2 separate regions of the Rattus norvegicus genome follow, and region 2 is linked to region 1. Evidence: chromatin contacts called from public Hi-C data. All regions are on one chromosome and are shown on one strand. The core of a region is the stretch at or near the end of the contact, and the rest is flanking DNA. Distances in the headings are between cores, read along the strand shown.

Region 1 (6,587 bases), core at 931-3,430:
ATGCCCAGTGCCTTCAGAACCCTGCCCTGCCTCCTAGACATTCGGGCCTCCCAGGTCCACTGGATACAGTGATGCAGGGCTGCCCAGCGGGGCCTTCGTGGCCTGGCCACACCACAAGCACCTTGATGGCCTGGTCTGGCTTCTTCGGCCTGGCCATCTCATCATCGCTGGCACTGATGTCCAAGGCTTTGGTCTGAAAGAAGGACTCAGCCTTGGGACGCTTCTTCTCCGCCACATACAACAAGTGTGTCTCTGAGTGTGACCAGGAAAGGCAGCCAAAGCAGTCTACATGCAGGGAGGGACGATTAGGGGGAGCCCAAAGCTATGGCTGCCCCTTCTTCCCACCCTGCCTGCTTACCAGCCAGGCGCCTCACCATCCTCATAGACAGGCCCATGCTTCTCCAGCGCTGACAGGTTGAAACTCTTGAGCTTCCGGTTCTTCTCCCAGACCTGAGGATACCTGGGTATCAGGCTGCCTGCCCCTCCGCAGATCCTCCTCACCTATGGCCTACTGCCTGCCACCTCGTCCTTGCAGACTCACCTCCAAGAACTGTTTTTCCTCTCCTGAGACTGTGCCTCCGGCCTTGCGAAGCACAGCTTTCATGGTGCCTGAAGGAGACTCTCTGCTCAGCAGCCTGAGAACAGGGGGTGCAGGTCAGGATTCTGCCAAGCCCCAAAACAGCCTTGTGCTGCCCCCTTACTGGTCATAGCCTCTTACATGAATGAATGAATGAATCTCTCTCTCTCTCTCTCTCTCTCCTTCCTTTTTTCTTTTAAGATTTATTTATTTATTATATATACAGCATTCTGCCTGCATATGTGACTGCAGGCCAGAAGAGGGCGTCACGTCTCATTACAGATGGTTGTGAGCCACCATGTGGTTGCTGGGAATTGAACTCACGGCCTCTGGAAGAGGTCCTTTAACCTCTGTGCTATCTCTCTAGCCCCTCTCCCTTTTCTTTATAAGCTTTTTTTTTTTTTTTTTTTTTTGGTCTAGCATTACAAAGTCGGAGGGGGCAGCATGGGAGACATCTCCCAGCTAACTGGGAGTCTGATCTCATACAGCCCATGCACACTCCTCAAGCTAGCTGGCCTTCTCTCTCTTCCTTACGTGACTTGACTCTCTTCAGATTCCCAGGGACCCAGGACCTAGTTAGGAAGAAGCTTCTAGTGTTTATCAGGCCATGTCTCCAGAGACCAAATAAACTCTCAAGGAGCAGGCACCTGGTTCTTTGCTCCTCTGAAGCTACCCAAAGTTGTCCCTGAAGGGGAGCGGCACAGAGCTTGACACCCTAAGGACACGTGGTGACATTTATACAAGGCTAGCATGGCAGGGAGGGTTGTGGTCTCATCTACAAACTCCTCCTGTCACACTTACTCCCCCCGGGTTTCCACACTGTTGCCTGCAGGCCCGGCAAACACCACCGAGTCTCCGTCATGAAACACTAGGTACTGGCGGCAGAATCGGATGTTCTCCATTCGCTCCAAGTCCCTCTGAGTCCACTCTGCAAGGGAGGCACGAGGCTGCTCAACTTGTCTGGGCCACTTTGGATCACTACCCACCAATCATGGCCTACCTTTTCCAGTCTGTCTTCGGACATCCTGAGTAAAACCTGGTCAACACTTCACTAATATAACCTAAGCCTAGGTTTCCAGAGCCTGAGCTGACAGTCGGAGAGAACCCACTACCAACCATAGAATTTTAAGGGCAACGTAACTGTTGTTGGGCTATAGAATGTAAGGGTTGGAGAGGTCTGCGAGGTTCACACCTTCCATGCAGGTCTGAATTTTACTCCCACACTTTCAATTCATTTACGGGCTACCACAACCCCCAAAACACCTGTGCGCAGGAACTACAGTTGGTTTCCTCCCCAAGCCCGTGTCAAGCAGCGTGCCTTCCACAGTCCCCACCTGGATGCACGGCCCGTCGCCACCCAGTCCCCTCGGTCTACACACCAGTGTGCACGGTCCGATAGAGGCCCCCATACTGCGTGGTGACCTCCGGACCCAGGCAGGCGGCGCTCAGCGAAGGCTGGCGGCTAAGGCCCCGGTACAGCGCTGCCGCCTCCTGGGGCTCACTCAGCAGCACCTGCGCAGGGGACACACCAGGGTCAGGCTCAGCCCGGGCTACGGAGGCCACAGGGGCCACGGGCCGAGCCCTCACCTGACGCTCCATAGTCGATCTTTCTGTAGCGCCTAAGTCCCGGAAGTGAGGCTCCGAGGGCGGGGCCTAAGGCGGTCCCCAGTTTCCGCTACACCCAGTGGCGACCTGGGACCTGCAGGGCCCAGCAAAGCTCGGGCCAACCAGCTGGGGGCGGTGCCTGGGTGGTATGAAGGCGGGGCCTACGAAGGAGCCTCGGGAAGGAGCGGGATTGGCAAGTAGGAGGCAGAACCTGGGAGTCGGGTCCTGGGATTTTTAGAGAGGGGAAAGCCTCCGAGGAGCGAGGGCAGAAATGTAACCGCAGAAAACAGAGCTGGTGTTCCGGGATAGGGGAGGTCTGGGATGAGTGAAAGAAGTAGGACCGGATTTCAGCCGACTGTGAGCTGCGGGGTCAGAGAGAAAACTCTGAGTATTCATTCGAAGGGCTGTGCTTAAGAGGAACGCCAATGATCCTGAAGGATGAGGGACAAGGGGATTTGGGGTGGGGTGGGAAAGGTCCATGAAGTCGAAACGTTGCGGGGCGCGGCACTCGCAGGGATCTCTTTCAGCTCTCTCCGCATTTACTGCAAGCCAGGCGGTTAGGAGTGAGAAAATCAGGTCCCCGGGCGGAGCCCTGGGGCGCGGGGCAAAGGGCGGTGCTGAACTCTCTGGGTGCTACCCCGGTTTATCAACCACCAGACTTGCCCCCGAAGCTATCTGTTGCTACAGCCTTAACCCGCCCTTTTCAGTGACTCATTGATGCTGATCTTGAGCAGACTGAGTCAGCCCACTCCAAGAGCAGATGTGGGTGGGGTCAGACTTCACGGAAGAGCAGCGAGGTGCAGTGGAAAGAAGAGCCTAGACAGGCGGTCTCCTCTTGCACACCACACAGGACTAGGTTGAACTTAGGTGACAGCAGAGGGCAAGAGAGGTTGGGCAACAGTAGGCATCTCCCCTTCCTCCATATCCTTGAGACTGGCTGCTCTTTCAGACCAGCTATGGGTCCCCTTGAATGAGTACTTTCTTTCTTCCCTGAGGCAAAATTGATACACTTTGTTTAGTCTCTGTTTCTTATTTTCTAGTGATACTTGACTTTTATTGTTTAGTTTCTCTACATAGTCCTGGCCTCTAACTCACAGAGACCCACCTATCTCTGCCTCCCAAGAGCTGGGATTAAAAATGTGGACTTTGGGATCTGGAGAGATGACTAGCGGTTGAGAGCACTGACTGCTCTTCCAGAGGTCCTGAGTTCAAACCACATGGTGGCTCACAACCATCTGTAATGGGATCCAATACCCTCTTCTGGTGTGTCTGAAGACAGCTACAGTGTGCTCATATACATAAAATAAATAAAAATTTTAAAAAGTGTGGGCTATGAGCTGGAGAGATGGCTCAGTGGTTAAGAGCACTGACTGCTCTTCCAGAGGTCCTGAGCTCAAATCCCAGCAACCACATGGTGGCTCACAGCCATCTGTAATGAGATACACTGCCCTCTTCTGGTGTGTCTGAAGACTGGTATAGTGTACTTATATATGATAAATAAATAAATCTTTTTTTAAAAAAAGTGTGGGCTATGACACCCGGCTTGAACTACTCTTGACTATATGTGGGAATTAAGGTCTTAGCCTGGGGGGGGGGGGAGGATTCTGAGGTTGGAGCAAGGCAGACAAATGTAAAGCTTGCTTGAGAGCACCAGGGGGCAGCACTAGCTCCTGGGAACCAGAACCCTGAAAACTGGTGGAAACCCATTGGTGGGGGACAGGCCTTTACACCTTCCTGGACAGTCATTTTTAAACTTAGCCCCAGTTGTGTACCAACATTTCTGAAACGTTGTTCTCTCTCTCTCTCTCTCTCTCTCTCTCTCTCTCTCTCTCTCTCTCTCTCTCTCTCGTCTTTAATCATTGAGGATATTGTCACAAGCATTGGCATTTACTTGTTTGGCTAAGCATTCCCACTTCAGAAATCATCCCAAAGACAGTCTGGAGGTTGTTTATATCAAGTCCTTTTATTCTGATACCACAGAAATACCTTGTCACAGTACAGGGGAGGGACACTGAAGTACCACGAGTTCTCACAGAGCACAGGAGGACGGCACACAATTCACAAGGTCATGTGGAGGACTCGGGTCATTGCACTTACAACTGTAAACTTGTTTGTTTGACTTTGTACAGCACTCTTCCCCCTCAAATAAAGAAGGAGAGAAGGAAGGAGAGGGGAGGAGGGGGGAGGGAAAGCAAAAACAAGACATAGAAGCTAGAAGGGGAAAATGTTGATGGTCACTACTCTCCAGGAGTAGAGGAGAGGAGAGGAGCTGATTTGACCCCAGAGGCTGAATGAGACTCGTGCACACACGCACACACACTTACACACACACATACACACACACACACATTCATGTACATGTGCTTACACATACAGTATCTTATGACTTCTATGGCTCTCCAGTGCCACTTGGTGCACATGATAGCAGGCGCTGGCACCCCGGGAGACAGATGGCATCTTCAGAGAATTTCAATTGGTTATATCTGTCCCTCCGACCCTGTTGGAGTCCATGATGACAAATTATTTACAGTATGGGGGGAGAAGGGCTATGGGCAGGACTGCACTCTATGGCATGGACCTGCCTAGAAAACTCCCCATAGGCTCCAGAATACAGGCCAGAATGGCTGCCCTAGCTGTTCTCTCATTGTGAGCCCTGAGTCCATTCACCCTACCCAAAGAATAGGAAGAGGATGGTGCGAGGACCATCACTATGACGTGAGTGTGTTGAGGCCGTGGGTGGGCAGAGGTGGGTACCCTTGCTTATGACACCGAGAGGGGAAAATGGAGAAGATCTGGACTCTACCCAGAGACTTCTTACCCATTTGGAGATGCACCCATTGCTTATCATGTCCCACAGCAGCAAACACTCATCCCCGAGCCCCAGGGTCAACACAAGAGCCCGGGATACCTATGACCTAGAAGACTATTGCAGTCTGCTGTCATAATCACAAGGGGGCAAATATCTGTCCTGTGAGCACAGCCAGGGGTAGAGTAGCAGATATCAGAAATGTCAAACTTGGAGTTTAGCCAGAAAAGAAATTTGGTGTAAAATTAATACTTTTGAGCCTAGGGGTGCTGCCAGAGGTTGACCTGTGGATCCCTGCCTGCTCTCATCTCCTAGTCCTGACTATGAGTGGGAAGGGATACTGCCACGATCCCAAGGATCTGAACACTGGGCACATCCTGCACACACCTGGGCCTGTGAGTTCCTCGATGAGGGCCTTCTTCAGCCCTTATAGAGATGGCCCCATATAACCCAAGTTTGATCTCTGAGATCAAACTTGAGATACTGAGATATTACATAGTGGGAAGAAAGCTAAATCCTGGGAATTCAGGCTCTTAAGTCCAACACAGTTTTCAGTGTCCCATCCACAGCTGCCAACGGTGGACAGGGTCCCACTCTAAAGGAGTTATAAGCCTTGTTAAAAAAAAAAAAGCATGAGACATGTGAACCCCTGAGAAATGCGTGGTGTACACCAAAACTCTCTGGAGGCAGGCCAGACATTAGGGGTCATGCAGGTACTGTCTGCTCTACTCCTGGACCAGTGAGGGAGATACTGACAACAGTGTAATACTTAGGTTTCCGAGGAGGCAAGTCCTGGGGCAGATGTGGAGAGGGTTACACAGACCCTTCGGTAAGCTTTGCTCCTGAGAAACCTGAGCTCAGCTTGAAGCTGTTACTTATGTGGATGTTATTTTCCGAATGATATTTTCAGCCATCTCTTCCTGGGTACCCTATGACCCCTGGCTCCATTCCAGATCTCTTGGATCACAGTCCTTTGAGGCTCCACATCACAAAGGAGAGACATAGAGCAGGGCCAAGATCTAGGGATTGTAGGGCACAGCCAGGATCCCTTGGCTGCTGCCTCTCCACAGATGTACCCCAGCTTTGTTCTTGAGCAGTGTCCAACTGGGGAGTGGTGACCAGATTCTTTTGGCTCAGGCCTAGGATAGGAGGGAAAAATGATACACAGGTAGAGATCCTGTAGCAGACCCATAGAATGTTCATATGCATGCATCCTGTGCGGGCTCCTCTCTCTGTCTTTTCTAAGGTTGGTTGGTTTGTTTGTTTTTAATCTGCTGTCGCACACAGATTAAAAACTGCAAGGTGTATGGGGCCGCACGGCCTGCTCCATGGCCTGGCATATTCAGGCAGTTCTGGGAGGTCTTCACTAGCGTGTCCCGAAGTCAGGGAGAAGCGCTCTTAAGGGAGAGGTTTGGAGGCAAAAAGAACTCCAAGCAAGAGGTCGAGCATTTAAAATGAATGAAATCGTGCAAAGAAGCTTCGAGCTGTGCATGCTCCACTGCGAGACAGGCGGTGGGTCACCTGGCAAGCAGCGAGTCCTGCCACAGGTCAAACATGCCACAGACTTAGAATTTACACACGCACGCCCGCGCACACACA
Region 2 (6,311 bases), core at 240-2,739, 190 kb after region 1:
CAGAAGACAGCATGGAATTACAGGCATTCACGGGAACCTGCAGGGAGTTTGGGGAACTAAACTTAGTCCTCTGGAAAAGCAGCAAGGGCTTTTTAACTGCAAAGCTATCTCTCCCGCTGCATGGGCTGAAATTCCTGACCATATACCTCAGATCTGTTAATCTTCCCAAATGCCTCAATATAAAACGTAAAAAGAAAACTGGGTAGGTTGGCGTGGTGACACACACCTTTAATCCCAGAATGAAGGAGGCAGAGGCAGGTGGATCTCTGTGAATTTGGGAGCAGCCTCATTTACATCTGTAGTGACATCTTGTCTGGAAAAAAAGATAAACAAATCCCAAACCGAGTATTTGCCTCCTCCCCAGTCAACCAATTTAATTGGGCTGTTATGCTTTCTTCCTTTTTTAGCCTCACATAGCCTAAGCTAGCCTGAAATCTGCTACCTAGCCTGAAACCTACTGAAGACCAGCCTTGAACGTCCGATCTTCTAGATTCTGCTTCTACCTTCCAAGTGCTGGGTTAACTAAAGCGTCACTAATGCCTGGCCTTTTATTTTTTGGACTAGATTTAGCTGGGGTTACAGGAGTGAATCAACGCACCTTGTGCCTCCACTTTTTTTTTTTTTCCCCCTTTTTGAGACAGGACTGATTTGGAACTTTTTTTTTTTTTTGGTTCTTTTTTTTCGAAGCTGGGGACCGAACCCAGGGCCTTGCGCTTCCCAGGTAAGCGCTCTACCACTGAGCTAAATCCCCAGCCCCTGATTTGGACCTCTTTCTGTAGCTCAGATTGGTCTCAAACACCCAGTGATTTATTTACCTGCTTCTGACTCTGCCTCCTCAATGTTGGGATTAAAGGCTTGCACCAACATACCTTATCTTGTTTGTATTTTTAAGAAACAATTGGGGGTTGGGGATTTAGCTCAGTGGTAGAGCGCTTGCCTAGGAAGCGCAAGGCCCTGGGTTCGGTCCCCAGCTCCGAAGGAAAAAAAAAAAAAAGAACCAAAGAAACAATTGTTCCAAGGCCAGAAGTGGGTGACAAATTCCTTAGGTCTGGAATTGCAGATAGCTGTACCCAGATGGATTTTGTGTATGCTACGGAGAGACAGTTTCTTTGTGTAACAACCTTGGCTGTCCTGAAACTCTCTCTGTAGACCAGGCTGGCCTCGAAGTCAGAATCCCGCCTACCTCTGCCTCCCAAATGCGGGACTAAAAGCAAGCGCCATCAACCGCCTAATTGTTTTATACATTTTAACCTAATAAAGTAGCCGAATTTAAGGAAGGTTTAAGCCAGCCCAAAGCATTCTGGATCTCTTTGATAAAGAACGGCTCGACGGTTGCCCAGAGCAGCCTGGGAGGGGCTTACAGACGTGTGATTGGTTGAAGAAGAACTTCCGCTGGTATTTCCGACTCTCGACCTGCCCTGACCATCGGGATTGGCTAGACTGTTACAAGCGTTATGTCGCCTGGGAGTTGTAGTTCTCTTGGTTGATAGGCGACGCCAATAAGGGCTAGTGGTTGGATGGAGACTGTTAGCGGTGATTTCGCTTGATTGTAGCCTCCCAAATCATGTCCCGTGTAGTGGTGCCCTGTCATGTGAAAAGCACTGTCGCCCTGCAAGTGGGCGACATGAGGACCTCCCAAGGTCGGCCTGGCGTGCTAGTCGTCGATGTCACTTTTCCCAACGTCGCGCCTTTCGAGGTGAGCAATCCCTACCACCCCCCACCCACCCCCACCCCCGCCCCCGCCCCACATAGATGCGGTCAAGGCTTCTGGGCGGGGAATACCTAGTAACTTGGGCGTTTCCTAGGCGTTTACACTGCCTCTAACGTGCCTCTTGCTTTTGCGAATTGGCCCTATTTAGAAGCATTTACAGTCTTTATTAATAGATTTTATTAAATAGACTAGTGTTTTCCGTTCTATCCTCTTCAGCGTCTCTACCCGGTGTCCAGGATGTTACTGGAAATATAATTTGAACCTCAGTACAAGTGAGAGGATATTTGATTTTGGCCATAGCTGGGATCATTAATGATGCAAACGTACCCATTCTGATGGCTCCTGCTACAGGTCAGGTGCAACCTAGCCTTCATCTAGGTCCTCCTAGTGACTTGTTTCCAATCCCTAGTTGCGCTTCCATCTCAGCTGACAGTGCCAGGGCCTTGCATGACCTCAGCACAGACAAAGCCTACCTCTAATGAGTAGGATTCTTTCTTCACCCACCTTCTTGGCCCTATATGCTTTGTGTTACAATATGTCATTCTCTCCCAAGATGTTGCTTACCATGGACTGGGGAGACCTAGTTAATTCATCTGACCTTGGAAAATCCGAGTTAGTGTGTTTGAGGTGGATCTTTGACATCTATATTTTTATTTACTTATTTAATAATTTTATTTTGGAAGGTTTATTTTAAATTTATGTGTGTTGCGTTTGCATGTATGCTTATATACCTTGTGCATGCCCAGTAGAAGTAGAGGCCGGAAGAAGGTTCTGAATCCCCTGAAACTGGAGTAATCCCCTGGAACTGTAAAGTGCCATGTAGGTGCTGGGAACCAAATCCTGATCTCTGTGTTTTGTTTGTTTTCTTTCGTTTTGAGCTCCATAGGTGACTCTGGTGTGCATCCAGTGATGAAAACTACTGTTATGGCAGTCGATACTGTAGGCTACCCAGCCTCCTGGCTCCCCATGCCCCTACAGTGCACTATCCTACTATTATTCTTATTCTGGTCTAAGCTGGCTAATTCTGAGAGAGAGGTGTGTGTGTGTGTGTGGGGAAGAATCTCTACTATTGCCAGGCTGAATGACAGGTTCTCTCACTGTGGTACTTTTTACAAAGAAGCTACTCTTGGGAGTGGTAGGGAACCGTTGAAATCCCAGAGTGGCTGGTCCCCAGCTCCGAAAAAAAGAACCAAAAAAAAAAAAAAAAAGAAATCCCAGAGTGGCTAAGAATAGCTGAGGCTTATCATGAACTTCTGATCCTCCTGCCTTTACCTCCCAAGCACTGAGATTACAGGTATCCATTACACGCCCAGTTTATGCAGTCCTGTGCGGTCTAGCCTGGAACTTCAAACGTGCTAGACAAGGCTAGCACTGCACCAACGGAGCCACACCCTCAGCCCAGGATATTACCTCACCTCCCTTCACTGGTCCACTTAGCGAGCTCGCCCTCATGGGGTTTCCCATGTCCCTCTTGTGCTTCCTTCAGGGTTAAGGTTCTGACCTCTGATACCATCTCGGATATGTTGGGGATGGTTTGTTTGCATGACTTACAGATCTGTGAGCACTTTTTAGGAACGCAAGGTTATGTTTGGGCCCCAGTAGTTGTTGAATTGGTTAGCAAAAGTATACATTCTAAAAGGAGGAGATGGTATCACTGGGCCTCCTGTCTTAACGGTGGGCTGTGTGTATTCTAGCTGCAGGAGATCACGTTTAAGAATTACTACACAGCTTTTTTGAGCATCCGCGTTCGTCAGCAGACCCTGATGCACACACCAGCCAAGTGGGTAACTTGTCTGCGGGACTACTGTTTGATGCCTGACCCACACAGTGAGGAGGGAGCCCAGGAGTATGTGTCACTGTTCAAGCACCAGGTCAGCTGGGCTTCAGCATGGCCAGGGAATCTTAGATAAGGAATCCTGCCCTTGGATTGGGCAGAAAAGCAGGAGGGAAGAGTGGGGCAAAACTGGGCTGGACTATGGCTTTCAGGCAGTTGCTTTGTTCTGTCCTTCATAAAGGCTTTGAGAAGCATTTGGTTTTACTGTAGATTGGGAGGTTCTTGGTAAAGGAACCGGGTCTTTTTTTTTTTTAATGTATTTGTTTTTTGAAAAGATTTTTATTTTGCTTTGTCTTTTTGAGATTAGGGTTTCTGTGTGTATCCCTGGCTATCCTGGAACTTGCTTTGTAGACCAGGCTGGTCTTGAACTCAGAGAAAGGAACTGCTTGTTTCTGCCTCCCCAGTGCTAGGATTAAAAGCACGCATCACCACACCCTGCTCAGTGAGTCCTTCTGTATGTGTGTCAGATGCTGTGTGACATGAACAGAATACTGGAGCTGCGTCTGATTCTGCGGCAGCCGTCACCACTGTGGCTGTCTTTCTCCGTGGAGGAACTGCAAATCTACCAGCAAGGACCAAAGGCAAGTGGCTCTCAGAAACTTACTGGCTAACTCTTTACCTTAAAAGCTTCTAGCTCTGGCTAGAGATGGGGCTCTAGGGTGGGTCACAGGCAAGGTTGGTGAGACTCCGAAGGAAGCCTTCATGGAGGCTGGAGTGTGAATGCAGGAGTTCATGATCAAAGGTGAGGTTCTGTGTCAGCATCCCCTGACCTTTGAGACCACTCACTACTTGTAGGAACTGGGATGGACTTATGTTCCTGGGTTCTCCTTCTGCATATCAGAAGAGTTTAGTAATTTGAGGGTCCCTTTGATGGTTCTGAACATGGATTTCCCAGAGTCTGAGACTCAAGGGTCCTTTTCTTTGCTCTCAGGTGCCAGAGCTCTTAGATTCCGCCTCATTCAGGTCTGTGTGCCTTTGCTTTGCAGAGCCCCTCCTTGGCTTTCCCCAAGTGGCTTTCCCACCCAGTGTCCAATGAGCAGCCTGCTCCCCGCCTTGAGGTAAGCTCTCTAACACTGGGTATTAACCATATAGACATGGTTCGAATGTTCAGAGCACAAACAAGTGGCCCTCTGGCTATCCCGGGGCTGCCTGGAGATGTAGCTCAGTGGTAGAATACTTAACAGGCAGGCACAAAGTCCTGGGTTTGGTTCCCAACACCACAGACATTTGAGACTACACCCACGACCCATGCTCAATGTCTTCTTGGGTGCTCTGTGGTCTTTGAGTCATTCCCTCATCCCTAGTTTAAGCATGGTTCTTGTTTAAGGAATATCAGGCCATCAGTGTTCTGCAAGTTATCTGGGACTGTTACTGGTTTCATCTGGAGTGTTCCATGTTTATACCTCTGAGGGCACTTCTGGGGAGAGATTCATGATCACTATTCCTTTCTTCTGGAGCAGGGTCTCCCAGACCCCAGCAGAGTCTCCTCTGAGGTGCAGCAGATGTGGGCATTGACAGAGATGATCCGGGCTAATCATACTTCCACAAGGATCGGCCGCTTTGACGTGAGTGATGGCGTTCCTCTGCCTGGCTTACGTTGCTTTGAGCAGCTCAGCACTGATGGTCTCTTCTGTTGCAGGTGGACGGCTGTTATGATCTGAATTTACTCTCCTACACGTAAGCAGCAGCTTCTACTGGAGACATTGGCCTTCTGTGCCCATCTAGGTGGGGTTTGGCCACCAGAGGCCGAAGCACGTTCCCTGTGCATCCAAGTTCTATCTGGGCAAAATCTACAGATTAGGAATTCTTGACATCCATCCAGTTGTTTTAGCATGAATTCCTCGTGGGGGGCACTTTCTGCCTTTGACTGTCCGACATGTAAATCCAGTCTCTTCCTCTCAGAATTCACCGGTTCGAATTAGAATCCTTGAATCCTTGAGCTCCTCTGGATTGTCCTGTCAATATGCACACCCCAGTCCTCTACCCCTTCCCCCATTGCCGAGATAAACCTGTCATATGTAGCTGAGGAAGACACTGCTGTTTTGACACTCCTGACCTGGGAAGCTTGGGGAAGACACACCCTCTATTCCCACCTCACCCCCAGCCTCCCTTTTGCTAATAGCCTTTGTCATTTCATCTTAGCGTTTTGTGAGTTCAAGAACAGCCTAGTCTACACAGTGAATCCCAGGCCAATTAGGGCTACATAGTGATACTTCATATTAAAAAAGAAAGAAAAAGAAGGAAGGAAGGAAGAAAAAGAGAAAGAAAGGAAAGAAGAAAGAAAATAGCCCCCTTTGAAATTGTCTGCTACCAGCCTAGGGTGTGAAGATGAGATTCCTGGGAGCTTGAATGCTTATGTCCCTAGGCTGGCTCCTGAAAAGTGTCCTGTGTCAGTTCTGGGCAGGTGCTGTTGGCACAGCCGGGGGCGGAGAACGAGTCCTCCCTCCCTCCGGCCTGTTTGTCATCAGACTCAGCATGAAGCACTTCCGTGTTCCTCTTCCCTTCTCTCAGTTGCTTCTGCCCATCCTGCCCAGAGTGACGAGAAAGCAACCCTGGGGGAGTGCGTCCAAACAAACGTCTCACTGATATTCACTGAGGCTGAGGCTCTCCATTACCCCAGAGCAACCACTAAATGAAGACGACTGCTGCTCTTTCCCGTGATCAAACCGCTTCCCTCTAGTTCTTCCTGGGAACTATTCTTAAGCTATGCTGCAAGGTGTCTCAGAACTGGAAAACTGCACATGAGTAAGTGCAGCAGTTCTGGGA

The links. Hi-C and Micro-C count contacts between places; a contact is called where the count stands out from the background.
Region 2: a contact with region 1 is called in a Hi-C map of hepatocytes, with 2.5 times the contacts expected there. The contact joins the promoter of Nicn1 here to the promoter of Apeh in region 1. A contact is called at or near these places in 5 of 12 Hi-C or Micro-C datasets (frontal cortex, hepatocytes, liver and 1 more).

What each region holds. Positions count from the first base shown.
Region 1 is chr8:117,659,322-117,665,908 of GRCr8, forward strand. Apeh (acylaminoacyl-peptide hydrolase) reads right to left here and starts at 2,181. Exons shown (of 22, transcript NM_012500.1): 1 at 2,165-2,181; 2 at 1,957-2,089; 3 at 1,379-1,505; 4 at 542-635; 5 at 375-450; 6 at 122-285. The coding sequence starts at 2,176. It overlaps Bsn (bassoon (presynaptic cytomatrix protein)), which reads right to left. Exons shown (of 12, transcript NM_019146.2): 12 at 4,126-6,587.
Region 2 is chr8:117,853,549-117,859,859 of GRCr8, forward strand. Nicn1 (nicolin 1, tubulin polyglutamylase complex subunit) reads left to right here and starts at 1,490. Exons shown (of 6, transcript NM_001034999.1): 1 at 1,490-1,696; 2 at 3,406-3,582; 3 at 4,013-4,126; 4 at 4,532-4,603; 5 at 5,006-5,110; 6 at 5,185-6,311. The coding sequence starts at 1,565. The coding sequence ends at 5,226. It also overlaps a transcript of Amt not described here.